3 separate regions of the Sus scrofa genome follow, and regions 2 and 3 are each linked to region 1. The links are chromatin contacts, called in public Hi-C maps. All regions are on one chromosome and are shown on one strand. Each heading gives the region's core, a stretch centred on a gene start, on an enhancer-like site or on the middle of the called end of the contact. The rest is flanking DNA. Distances are from core to core; before and after follow the strand shown.

Evidence for each region. Hi-C and Micro-C count contacts between places; a contact is called where the count stands out from the background.
Region 2: a contact with region 1 is called in a Hi-C map of liver, with 4 times the contacts expected there. The contact joins the promoter of TAF1 here to the promoter of ZMYM3 in region 1. A contact is called at or near these places in 2 of 5 promoter capture datasets (fetal liver and liver), 6 of 47 Hi-C or Micro-C datasets (heart right ventricle, liver, retroperitoneal adipose tissue and 2 more) and 2 of 2 datasets of contacts at active chromatin or transcription factors (alveolar macrophages and skeletal muscle).
Region 3: a contact with region 1 is called in a Hi-C map of epiblast stem cells, with 2.2 times the contacts expected there. The contact joins the enhancer-like site here to the promoter of ZMYM3 in region 1. A contact is called at or near these places in 3 of 47 Hi-C or Micro-C datasets (brain, epiblast stem cells and heart right ventricle) and 1 of 2 datasets of contacts at active chromatin or transcription factors (alveolar macrophages).

The regions. Positions count from the first base shown.
Region 1 is chrX:57,277,364-57,281,680 of Sscrofa11.1, forward strand. ZMYM3 (zinc finger MYM-type protein 3) reads right to left here and starts at 2,064. Exons shown (of 25, transcript XM_021080504.1): 1 at 2,036-2,064; 2 at 1-213. The coding sequence starts at 194.
Region 2 is chrX:57,380,473-57,384,789 of Sscrofa11.1, forward strand. It overlaps TAF1 (transcription initiation factor TFIID subunit 1), which reads left to right and starts at 1,739. Exons shown (of 38, transcript XM_021079953.1): 1 at 1,739-2,286; 2 at 3,580-3,694; 3 at 3,833-3,949. The coding sequence starts at 1,882. LOC110257711 (a long non-coding RNA gene) reads right to left here and starts at 1,762. Exons shown (of 2, transcript XR_002340621.1): 1 at 1,675-1,762; 2 at 1-124.
Region 3 is chrX:57,209,995-57,214,311 of Sscrofa11.1, forward strand. No RefSeq gene overlaps it. Among named protein-coding and RNA genes, the nearest start is that of GJB1, 30 kb to the right of the region's middle. Within about 2 kb of position 2,402, at least 36 of the 83 cell types and tissues checked have an H3K27ac peak or open chromatin away from gene starts, as enhancers often do. A contact at or near this core is called in epiblast stem cells, where this site is marked.

The DNA.
Region 1 (4,317 bases), core at 814-3,313:
CCAGCAGGGGTATCAAGCAGGTCCAGGGCTCCTGAGGATGGAGAAGGGCCAGGGGGCGCCCATCCTCGAGTTGGGGCAGTCTGGGATTCCAGTAGATCCTCTCCAAATTCCATGTCTACTGGAAGGTCTCCAGCCAGGGGCTTCTCTGGCAGGGTCAACGGGTCAAACGGACTGGGGAAATCACTGGGGTCCATGAGGATGACTGGATATGGGCTGCAGATTAGGGGTAGAAGAGGGGGTAGGGGTAGAAGAGGGGGCAGAAGAGGTGGTCTTCGCCAGAATTCCTTCTAATACAGGCTCTGGGACACACCCCATTATCCACTTGGATTTCTCCTGAATCGCCCCCAACACAACCGACAAACCTTTCCAAAGGCTTTAGTCCAAATGACCACTCCCCCCCTCCCAAATACAGCGCCCCCTGTGGGGAGAGGCGTTCCCCGCCCTGGCCCAGTGCCCACACTCGCCGGGCAGGCTGTCGTTCCACTCGCCGCGTACCCCCGCCACCCCACTGCAACTCCCTGATCCCCTCCCCCTTCACCTTTCACTCCCCCCGCCCAACTCGGGCTGAACGCCCCCTTAGAGTCTCCTAGGGCCGTTGCCACCGGGAGCCTTTCCCGCCCCCGCGATTTCAGTTTCTATCCCCTCCCCTCTCTCCTAGAGCCCCCCAGCTCCCCAGTCTTTACCCACCCTGTCTGGCCCCACCCCCACCTCCCCGCGTTGCATGGTCCTCTCAGCCCTTCCCTCGCCCCCACAAACTGCCCTTCCTAACCCCTCCCCCCAGTTACCTTTCAGGGTCGCCCACTTTCTCAGCCCCGTCCCCTTTTCCTAGAGCTCTCCCAGTCCTCCTCCTGTTGCCCACCCCCCACCTCAGGCATTTACAGGAAGACATTTTGGAGCTACGATCTCTCCTTGGACCCCCCCCCCTCCCGGCTACTGCGAGTTCCCGCCTGCAGGTTCGGTTCGGCTTGATCAGGCCCGACCCCTACCTGCGGCAGGGTTAGTGTAACCGCTACAAGCCTAGAACTGCAGACAGCGACGGCCCCGCGCTCCTTCTCCACCTCCCTCCCTAGCAGCCGGGACAGGGGTCGCGGCCCCTTTAAATGGCAGCGCCGCTCACAGCGCCCAGCGCTCTGCACCAGGCGGGCGGGCGGCGCCAGCAACCAACCCCATTGGCTGGCTCGTGGAGGGGGCTCGCGAGACAGCGCCGGCCCCCGGCGCGAGACTCCCAGCCCAGTGGACGCCTGGAAATTGCGGAGTGGAACGTAGGCACTGGAGATGGAGCTTGAGCCCCCGCCCGGGGCCCCGTTAGTTGAGAAGGAAAAGCTAGCCTCTGGAGCTCAGAAGCCCGCCCCCCGGGAAAGGCGGCACCCCCTTTACACCAAAGGGCCGAGTACAATAACCCACAAAAAACAGATCTACGCACCTGCTTCCCTTACCTGGCTCAAGAGTCTGGCCCCCCGTCACACCCGTGCCCGCCCTATCTCCTGGAGCCCACTCTACCCGTGATCCCCTCCTCTCATTCAAATGGTTCCCGGTCCCCTCCCCCTACCCGTGTCTCTCTCCGCTTCCCACTCGTGTTCAACCCCCCGGCGTCCGCCCCCCTCAACAGTCCCTACCTACGCCATGCAGCAGGCGCCTGCCAAGATTACCCTCCCCCCAACCCCACCTCTCCGGGGCCCGCCCCCTGGGCGACTGCTGGGGTAATGAGTGACAGCGGAGGGTGGGGGGAGGCAAAGGACCCAGCCCTCACGTGCCCCTCCTCCCCTTGTCTGCAGCCTCGGGCCCCCCTAACCATTCTGAGACTCATAGTTGTGGGGTGTCTTAAGCCTGGTCTCCAGCTACCCAGGGCGGGTTAAATGGCTCTGGCTCAGTGACAACGCCTATGCAGTAACCGTTACTGCCTGATGACCCCAAAACCAGGTCCTGCAAAGACACTCCCCTACTCCTTCCACGGTCTTAGGGTAAGTTCTGGGATCTTCTCCCTGAGTCTTCCCGCAGGAGCCCCCTGCGTTATCTCTTCTGTAGTTTTCCTCACCAAGGCCGACAGTCCTCCTTCCTCCTTTCTATCTCTTGTCTGTCTGTCTCTCTCTGTCTCTCCTTCCCTCCCTCCCTCTTTTTCTGTCCTTGTCCCTCTCTCCCTCTCCCCGCCTCCTTCTCTGGCGCGCTCTCTCTCTCTCCCGGTCTCTTTTTGTCTCGTCTCTGTCTCTCTGGCTCTCTTATGCACGAGCACGCACGCGCGCGCGCACACACACACTCCCCCTCCTGGATGGTCCTTAGCGTGTGGGTGTGGCTGGGGTTGAGGCTGGAGAAGTGGGGTAGGGGGAGGGGGCATTAGTATTAGGCCTACTGGCTTTAAAAAATGTGTGCCAGGATCCTTTCTCAGTCCCCATCAGAGTTAGGGCACTTTCCAATCCCCCCTCTCCACTTTCCCCCTCTGACCCTTAAGGGCTGAAGAGTATTTGGTGTCTGAGATACTAGAAGAGGCTCAGGCTGGACAAGAGTCCCGCCACATTTTTAGAAATACACGTAGGTTTGTTGTCCAGTGCTTGCTCTGGCGTGCCTCTTGCTCTGGGCCTTTCTTCTTTCCCATACTAAGCCTTTCCTAGCCTTATAGTCCTTGGGAGTTTTATCCTCCCTTGTCTCATTCACTTTCCCAGAAACCTTATCCTTCCTGTTCCCCCCATGGCCTTGAGGTTATCTTTGCTCTCTCCCATATACAGAGATAAAAGCAAGAGTTTTCCCATTCAGGTTTTCCAAGCCCAGCCTTTTCTTTACCTTAACCAGTATTCTGTGTACCCATCTCCCACCTTCTGGTTATTTCTGTGTCCTTTTACCTCCTTTTGGATTTTCACTTTGTTGCATCACAGTTGGGCCGCCTCGTTCTTTTGTATTGCCTGCCCTTCTCAACACATGCTTGGATCTCTGGCTTCTCTGGTGGTGGAGAATGCCTGGTTTCAAGTTGAGGGGAGACAGTCTAAAGGGGGCATTGATGGTGTGTATTCAGAGGCAATGTGTGTGAGCTCTGGAGACCAGGATTCTAATCTCCACTCTGCCTGCTTTTTAGCCATTTGATTTTGGATACATCACTTGTCAAGTCACTAGGTCTTATTTTTCTCATCTTTAAAACAGAGATAAGAAAACAATCTAAATGTACGGTAGGAGGTTGGGCAAATCAATTTTGGTTATATTCATACAGTGGATGTAGTCATTAACAACAATATTTTTTAAAAAGCTAATGAGGCAGAGCAGAGGAATTTCTGGGCAGTGAAACTATTCTGTATGATACTATAGTAATGAACACATGTTATGATACATTTGTCAGAACTCATAGAATGTAGGATACCAAAAGTGAACTCTTCCCTAAACTATGAGCTTTGAATGATAATGATGTATCAATGTAGGTCCACCAATTGCAACAAATGTACCACACTGGTGGGGGATATTGATCCCTCAAGAGAGGCTGTAAAGGAGGGAGGAGGTGTGGGGCAGGGAGTATATGGGAACTTTCCGTACTTTCACCTCTATTTTGCTACAAACCTGAAACTGCTCTAAAAAATAAATCTATTAAAATGATACAGGAAAATGCCCTTGATATAATGTTACACTTTTTTAAAAAAATATGTTTTTTTTCTTTTTGGGGCAGCACCTGCGGCATATGGAAGTTCCCAGGCTAGGGGTTGAATCTGAGCTGCAGCTGCCAGCCTATACCGCAGCCACGTCTATTCATGATCCAAGCCACATCTTCGGCCTATGCTGCAGCTTGTGGCAACATATGATCCTAAACTTGCTGAGCAAGGCCAGGGATCTAACCCGTATCCTCATGGATACTACTTGAGTTCTTAACCCACTGAGCTACAACGGGAACTCCCAATGTTACATTTTTTAAAGGAGTTAAAATACAATACTTTGTAGAGAAATTCTATATATGTAGAAAAAGTCTGGAAAGAAATACCGGAAATAATACCTCATAGCTATTAAGATTGAGATGTAGAGTTCCTGCTATGGCACAGTGGGTTAAGGATCTGGCCTTGCTGTAGCTGTGGCATAGGTTGCAGCTCTGGCTTGGACTCGATCTCTGGCCAGGGAACTTCCATATGCCTTGGGTGGCCAGAAGAAAAAAAAAAAAAAAAAAGATTAAGTGAGACGTACACTTGCCTGATATATAGCAGGTGTTTAATGGGTACTTATTAATATTACCATTATAATAGATGTATATGAATAGTTTGGGACTTTATACCCTGGAGCCTTCATGTTCTTGAAATAAATATATATACATATTTTCTCTTTTAGTAAGCCAAAAGTGCCCACAATTGATAA
Region 2 (4,317 bases), core at 489-2,988, 100 kb after region 1:
TACTCACGGTACATAGAAGTTCCCAGGCCAGGGACTGCCACAAGAGAACTCTTCCATTTTGCTTTTTTGTCTTTTTGAGGGCCACGCCCTACATGCAGGTTTTTGTAGAGCTTTGTTATCTGGCCTAGAAATATAACTACTGTTAGAATATTCCACAGGACATCCATGCAGTGAAGTACTAAGCAGACATTAAAAAAAAGAATGAGGAAGAACCCTATGAAGTGGTACAGTGTGATTTCCAGGCTATATTATTAAGTGGAAAAAAACAAAACAAAACAAAAAGAATGTATAAATAGTATTCTAACTTTTTTTTTTCTTTTTAGGGCCACACCTGTGGCACATGGAAATCCCCAGGCTAGGGGTCCAACTGGAGTTGTAGCTGCCAGCCTACACCACAGCCACAGCCATGCAGGATTCAAGCCAAGTCAGTGACCTATGCCAAAGCTCATGGCAACACTGGGTCCTTAACCCACTGAGCGAGGCCAGGGGTCGAACTTGCATCCTCATGGATACTAGTAGGGTTCATAACCTGCTGAGCCACAATGGGGAACTCTAGGTGGTGTTAGCTTTGAATTGAAGGTGTTAGTATAAACTCATTCTTTTATTTTATTTTTTTTTTAGTTCTCTCCAATGAAAGGGCCTACAAGCAACGATGCCCCAGTTTCTAAGCACTATTCCCCACTAAAAAGAACCAGGGCCACTTGGAGAAATGGCTTATATCAGGTCTGCGACAGGGAATGCACAGAGTAAGTCTTGAACACCTTGTGCCAAAAAGCAAGGACGTGCTCAATAATAATAAGAGTAAGTCTTGAACACCTTGTGCCAAAAAGCAAGGACGTGCTCATATCAAAAGGACACAGGAGCCAGAGTGAAGTGGTTCCCAGTGGACAGTCAGAGCATCAAAGATAATAATGGTGCTAGACTGTAACACATTAAAATAAAAATGCAAGAAAAGAGGTAAGAAAAGGGAAAGTTCTCCTTTACTAAGTCCAGTTAATAAATGTAGAAGGAATTAATAATTAGCAAAATCACCCTTTTGCACTCTTCCAATAACTGATTCAGGCAAGGATCACCAACAGATGCTAAAACCTTTAGGTGTAAGGGCGATGGGGAATAGAATATATACACGATTTCAAAGTATCACCCCCTAGATTATGTACTAATTATAAGAGGAAAAATGTGCTATTGCGACAGAGAAATCTGGTGGACACCCTTTTTTGAAGTGATCAAATTCAGCATCAGCAACATTGGGACAACCTGACATTGTGCTTTCTGATGGCTGCCGGTAAGATATTTAACTTGAATCGCTTTAAAGAAAAAATTAGATGAATTCTTCCCAAAATGTAGTAGTATCATGCAACACAGAGAAAGAGGCTGAACCCTGAATGGATCCCGGACTGAAATGTAAAATGCTCCAATTAAGACAACTGAATAAATTTAAACATGGACTGTATGTTAAACGATATTGAATTAATGTTAAGTTCTTAAGATGTGCTAATAGTATTGTGGCTATGTAGAAAAAAGTATTTTTGGGGTGAAGACTTTCAAAAGGTTCGGGGAAACAAAAACTGGCAGTGTTTAAACTGAATCTAGGTGAAGGGTCGGCTATTTTATTCACCTTTTACTTTAACACCCCGAAAAAAAGGGGGTGTGTGTCAATTCAAAACAACCAACCTGCAAAGGTACCTTTGGCACAGTGACGAAGCGGTAAAGCAACTGATAGCAGAGATGAAAAGGACCCAACCCTTACTTCCATTTCCTGTGCCGTAGTGACGTGTAGTTACCGGGACGCAGACCATGTGACCCAGGTGACTCCTTCTGATTGGAGAAATAGCCGTCGCTCCCTCAGTGCGCAGACACGGAGCCTACGCAGAAAAGTGGATGGGGGCGGGACCAAGTATTTTCTTTGACCAACCGCTTTCCACGAATCCAGCGCGGATAGTCCAATCCAAAGCCGCTAGTAAAGTAGTGACACCAATTCTCCTTTCTCGTAGGACGGGCGGTCTTTCCGGTTCTTTTTTTCCTTTATGCCGCTTCCGGTGGGGGCTGGTAAGGTGTAGGAACTCTGCGAGTCACTTCTGGGCGACTCATTTTTATTTCCGGTCTATGGGACGAAGCTGCGATTTGCCGTTGCCTGTAGCAGCTGCCGGCACCGACGCCGCCATCATGTCGGACACAGACAGCGATGAAGATTCCGCTGGAGGCGGCCCATTTTCTTTAACCGGTTTCCTTTTCGGCAACATCAATGGAGCCGGGCAGCTGGAGGGGGAAAGCGTGTTGGACGATGTGAGGGGGTGGGAGAGGGAATAGGGCTGGAGGGTGGATCGGCTAGGGAATACGTGAAGTGAGGGGAGTTGAGGGTGCTTAGGACAGGAGACTAGAGGGCGCGCTCAACGTGCGAGAAAACCAGAGAAGCGGCTGCGCTGCTAGTGGGTTGTGTTGTAACCCAGAACTAGGGGGCTCGGTTCTGGACGAGGGTTGGGGCCAGAGAGGAGAACGATAGGCAAGACCTGGTACGTCAGCGACGCTGATATGGGTGACTTCCAAGCTAATTCTTCTTGACCAGGGAATAGGAAAAATAGCAGCTTAACCTAGTGATTGCTTTCAAACCATTGCCGTAAGAGCCTTGGCTATTTCTTGAAACTGTCTGCCTTTGTGACCTCACTGACTAGACGTGGCTCTAGAGCAAGAGGACTGATCTGCAACAAATCATGTGGTTCAGGCCCCAGTTCTTAACCATCCAGGGCAGACCCCTTCTGGTTCCAGGGCACTTCTTACATGGTTTTCCCACTGTTCGTTGAGGGTCCTGAAGTAGTTTCCTGTGGCCAGCGGACACTCACCTGTACTCATTTAAGTTCATTATTTCAAGGAGAAAATATTGACCAACAATATTCCTCCTTCCCTGCAATACAAATAAAAGATAGCAATAAAGTTCCTGCCTTTGCTTTCTCTTCGAAATGACCTCAGTTTCCTTAGCCTTTATTCAGAGAACTGCTGTTACATTCATTCAGTCTTGGTAGTGGTTCCTTGAATAATCTTTTTCTTTTCTTTTTTCTTTTTTTGTCTTTTGTTGTTGTTGTTTTGTTGTTGTTGTTGTTGCTATCTCTTGGGCCGCTTCCGCGGCATATGGAGGTTCCCAGGCTAGGGGTTGAATCGGAGCTGTAGCCACCGGCCTACACCAGAGCCACAGCAACGCGGGATCCGAGCCGCGTCTGCGACCTACACCACAACTCACAGCAACGCCGGATCTTTAACCCACTGAGCAAGGGCAGGGACCGAACCCGCGACCTCATGGTTCCTAGTCGGATTCGTTAACCACTGCGCCACGACGGGAACTCCGAATAATCTTTTTCTTACATTACTTTAAATGGTGGTGAAATTGGACATGATAATAAAGATCTGATCAATGTTGAGTTCAGTGGAAGATGTACTTTACAGTTCTCAAATGTGGTGCTCCCTTAGCACATCACTGAGTCATTTTATATATGGATTTATCACTTGTGGAGCTGAGAAATAAGCCTTATGGTGTGGGAAACATTTAGTTAATTGTCTTTGATTCTAGCGCTGTCCCTTTTTCAGGAGTGTAAGAAGCACTTGGCAGGCTTGGGGGCTTTGGGTCTGGGCAGCCTGATCACTGAACTCACAGCAAATGAAGAATTGACTGGGACTGATGGTGCCCTGGTAAATGATGAAGGTGAAGTCTGGGTTGTGTGGAGTAAGATGGGGGAGGAGGCTAGCCACTTACTGTTACGTGTACTTTTCAGCGGGAATTATCTAAGTGAGTGAGAGTTATTTGCTTTTTGTTTAGATCTTCCTCCTCCTTACTTTATAGGATGGATCAGGAGTACAGAAGATGCTGTGGACTATTCAGACATCAATGAGGTAGCAGAAGATGAAAGCCGAAGATATCAACAGACAATGGGGAGCTTGCAGCCCCTGTGCCACTCAGGTGATTCTTTGATGTCATCAGTAAGAATGTTACAGTACATTTTCTTGCTGTGTGGTCCAGTTTCTATACAAGCTTTTTGTCATTGTTCTTTGCTTCTCTTCCTTTGTCAGCTCAGTTTCAAGTAGCTGCTAGCTTCTTTTGTGTTCTGGGGCAGTGTTGCTATACTCAGGCTTTTATTCTTCATACTCGTTAGTCTCAAATTTTTGGTGAATGCCAAATAGGAATGATAATGCTTTCCTCCTTATCATTTGTTATTTAAGTATCTATGGAGTTTACAGTACAGTTTTAGATGGTTTTTAAACTCAGTCTTTGCGTACATGAAATTGGTGTTTCAAGAAGGATTAAGTAGGAACTCCCTTGCGCAGTAG
Region 3 (4,317 bases), core at 1,152-3,651, 67 kb before region 1:
CTAAAGCCTGACTGTAGGTGAACTTATCTGGTACAAGGTACAGGGCACCCAACCAAGTCCTTTTGTGTCAGGGCCAACTTGCAAAACAGGTGAGGTGAGAGGCCAGAGGTTAGACCATGCTACCTAGACGTTTTTTTTGTCTTTTTGCCTTTTCTAGGGCGGCACCCACGGCATATGGAGATTCCCAGGCTAGGGGTCTAATCAGAGCTGTAGCTGCCAAGCCTATGCCACAGCAACGCGGGATCCAAGCCAGTGTCTGCAACCTACACCACAGCTCAAGGCAACGCCAGATCCTTAACCCGCTGAGCAAGGCCAGGGATCAAACCCACAACCTCATCGTTCTTAGTTGGATTCATTAACCACTGAGCCACGATGGGAACTCTGTACACTACCTAGACTTTAGCCTGACATAGATCTGGTGAGCTTGGCAGTCCACAGCAGAGTCAGCTTCCCCCATTGTCTTCTGGCCTAGCCCCCAGCTGCCTTCTAGTTTTGCAGTCACCTCAGACATAGGTCCTAAAAAAACATCCCCACTCTTTCCTGCTCCTGGAGAGAGCAGAGCCCCAGTGAAACCCCACCCTTTCACATTACTGTTTTTATGTCTTTTAGGACCTATGTTCTGATAAATATGTGTGCTCATAAGTCTAATTGGAAAAAAATTTTTTTGGATTTGAGACTGCTTCTGAAAAATCTGAATCCTTTGGCGGCTGTTCCTATAACTCTCACCAGTATTTCGTTTAGACCCCTAAAGCGGCCATGTGACCTTGATGGGAAACGCCATCTTTCCAAGAAGCCTGACGGCGCTGCATCAGACTCCTCTGACGGCTGCTCGCGTTGTCTTTTCCGATTTCAAAGCCTTGAGACCGCCCACTGAGACCCTTTTTCCGGTCTGAGAGGCCTGGGAGGCTCTCAGGTCATTTGTGGAGCAGATGTGATTGACACGGTTTGTGTCTAATGAATGCTCGTCTCTTTCCGAGCTCTGCTTACTAGTTCCGCTCTCTTTCCCAGCTTCTTTTTGATGACTCATCCCTCAAATTCTTCGCTCGCTCTCCTTCCTTATACCTGCCCCGCCCGTCCTTTCTCTTTCAACTCGTAGTTTTCCCCCACCCTTGTGTGAATCCTATCGGGTGTAATTTTTACAGTGTACTTGAAACATATAGAAGCAAAAAACACAATTTCCGGGCAGGAAAGTGAAGGTTCATTTCCTTAAAAGCAGCTTAACCCGTCACAGTTCTTTGAGCTTTCCTTTTCTCATGCTGGGGTGGCTTCTGCCTCTGTTTCCAGTTCAATTCCAAACCCCAGGCAGCTCCGAGTTCTTAGCAAAGGTCAAGCAGCTCCAATCCAACCTCTGGCCTCGCAGCAGGAGGAGTCAGGGGAAGCACGATTAGGGTTGCAAGTTTTCAGACATTTCTGTGGGTCTCTTGGGCATCTGCGTTAGGCATATAGGACAGCTTCTGGAGACTGCAGCCCTAAAGGGGAAACAGACCTTGAGTCATTAACGAACGGTGTGGAGAGGAAAGTGGGGATGGGGTGGGGAGCAAAACAAGTAGGGGGCTGGGACTGAAATTAGAAGGTGTCCTGGGAGTTCCCGTTGTGGCTCAGGGGGTTACAAACCTAATACTCATGAGAATGTGGGTTCGATCCCTGGCCTCATTCAGCGGGTTTACAACCTGGCATTGCCTCTAGCTGTGGTGTAGGTTGCAGATGAAGCTCGGATCTGGCGTGGCTGTGGCTGTGGCATAGGCTGGCAGCTTTAGCTCCAATTCGATCCCTATGGGAACTTCCATATGCTACACATTCGGCCCTAAAAATAAATAAAAAATTTTAAAAAAGAAGCTGTCCCGGACCAGTCCATTTAAATAGGTGAATGAATGGATTTTCACCTGGGCAAGGAACCATGCTTTTCTGAATAGGTCAGGTGAAGCCAGTGAAAGATCTATAGTAGGAAGTTGGCAAGAAACTGGCTAAATTTGTCCCCTTTGGGCACTTACAGGTTCAGTTGCTCTTTCATGCTCACACAGCCATCACCACTTGGCTCTGTCGAGAGCCTGTGATTGAAAGCTTCAGTCCACCTAGGTCTAACACTGCCTGTGTAGGGCTCTGTGCATAGTGGGTGCACAAGAAAGTCTGAGTATCACACCAGAGGCCAGAGACTCAGGGACCACCCAGCCTGCAAAGGGCTCACAGACTAAGGCATTTCTTCAGAGGGAACTTAGGCACTTTGGTATTGCGCCTCTGGGAGAAGAGAGTAGTTTGTTGCTCGGGGAAAAGAAGGTGCTGAGAAATACGTAGGCACATTCCTTTTCTGTTCCCTCCTCGCCGCAGCTGCTCTCCCTTTGAAGGCCCCTTGGCTAAGTCCCATCCACAGCTCATTTGCATTGTCCAGGCTTGCCCCTCTGGCCTCTGAGAGGAATGTAGCCAATGAACAGGAAAGAGGCGGCATGCTTTCTGCCCCTGCTGGGGTGAAGAGTAAGGGGAGACGCAGATCCTATCTTATCCCCTCCCCAGCTTCTGCTTCCACCTCCTTTCCTTCATCTTCATCACAAAACACTTCAGAAGCATTTCTCTGTCCAAAGTTCAGTTTGTCCTCATTCATTTACACACAGCCCTTGCCCTGACAGTCAGAGGCAACAAGGGCTGAGTGACACTGAAAATACAGAAAGCACTTACACAGGAGGGGGGCCGGGGAGGGAAGAAGGAGGCTAATGTGGTGAAATGTGTAGTCCAGAGAAGTTCACACCAGTGACACATCTGGGCATCAGTGCGGCTCAGGGCTAAAGAATCAAGATAAATGCATGTAATTGCCATGAAAAGTGGGGGGTGGGCAGTTGTAAGAGTTTTAGATCTAGGTAGATTGGGACAAGTGCAGCTATTGGCTTTCAACTGTAAAGGATTCCTAGAGGAGGTGGGATTTCAGAAATAGCTGAGTGACAGAACCAAATGGCCATAATGCATTCACATCCTGAGGTGGGAGAGGAATTAGCAGATGGAGTAGACTTTGATCAAGAAAGCTTGAATAACCACTGATTGTTATTTCTTCTCCTCCTCCCATCTCCACACACATTTGTAGAGTTCCAACTCTGTCCTAGATACTGGGAACATAAAAATAAGAATAAGAACAAGTACTTATTGAATACGTACTGTGTGCCAGGTCCTGTGTTAAACACATTATCTAATTTACATCTCACATTGGCCTTATGATGTAGGTATCATTATTATGCCCATGTTGCAGATGAGCCAACTGTGGTTCAAAAAGATGAAGTGTCTTGCCCCAAGATCACACAGCTGGCTGTAAGTGAAAGAGGTGAGATGTGAATCTAGGCAGTTCGAGTCTGGAGCCCATGACTTTGGTCAGTGTGCTCTACACTGATAGAAATGGAACTCCTTTGGTGGCAGGGAGGCTAGAACAGGGAGGGCCAGGACTTTGAAAGCAGACCAGGTAAAGCAGAAGATCCCAGAAGCAGTAGCAGCAGCCAGCTATTTAGCAGGTGGGTAGAGCAAGCATCTGGGTAACCAGGATGCAGCAGACACTAGGAGGTGGTTGGCAGCAGGAGTATCTGGCAACCAGTGACAGAGGCTCTGCCATGGGGCCTAGGCTTTCCAGAGCAGGATGCCAGATGTCAAAAAGTCTGGCAAGAGCTAGATGAAGCATTATTCTAGTAAAGACTAAGGTGCCAGATAATGCACCAAGGTAGGAGTAAGGAGCCGGAGCACCTGAATAGGGCTTAAACTAGGGGCTTTTATACAGCAAACCAGGAAACAGCAGTTATTAGAGCTGGGAATCAACTCCATTCATTCATCCTGTCATCTATTCTTCCAACAACATATTTTGAGCTCTCACTATGTTGTAAGTGCTATGCTAAGCTCTGCGGTAAGACAGTCTAGTGGAGGAGCCAGACCTATAAAATGGATAGGAGTTCCCTGGTGGTCTAGTGGTTAGGACTTGGTGCTTTCACCACTGCGACCTGGGTTCAATCCCTTGTCTGGGAACTGAGATCCCACATCAAGCTGCTGCACACTGGAGCTGAAAAAATAATAAAAATAGGAGTTCCCATTGTGGCGCAAAGGGATCATTGGCATCTCTGGAGTGCTGGGATGAAGTTCAATCCCTAGCCCTGCACAGTGGGTTAGGGATCCAGTGCTGCCACCACCGTGGCATGGGTCACACCTGTGGCTCTTCTGATTCCTGGCCTGGGAACTCCATATGCTATGGGGCTGCCAGAAAAGGCAGGTGGGGGGTGGGGAGAAGAAGAAAGAAAAATAAAAATAGAAGTTTCCATCGTGGCTCACCAGTCAACGAACCTGACTAGTATCCAT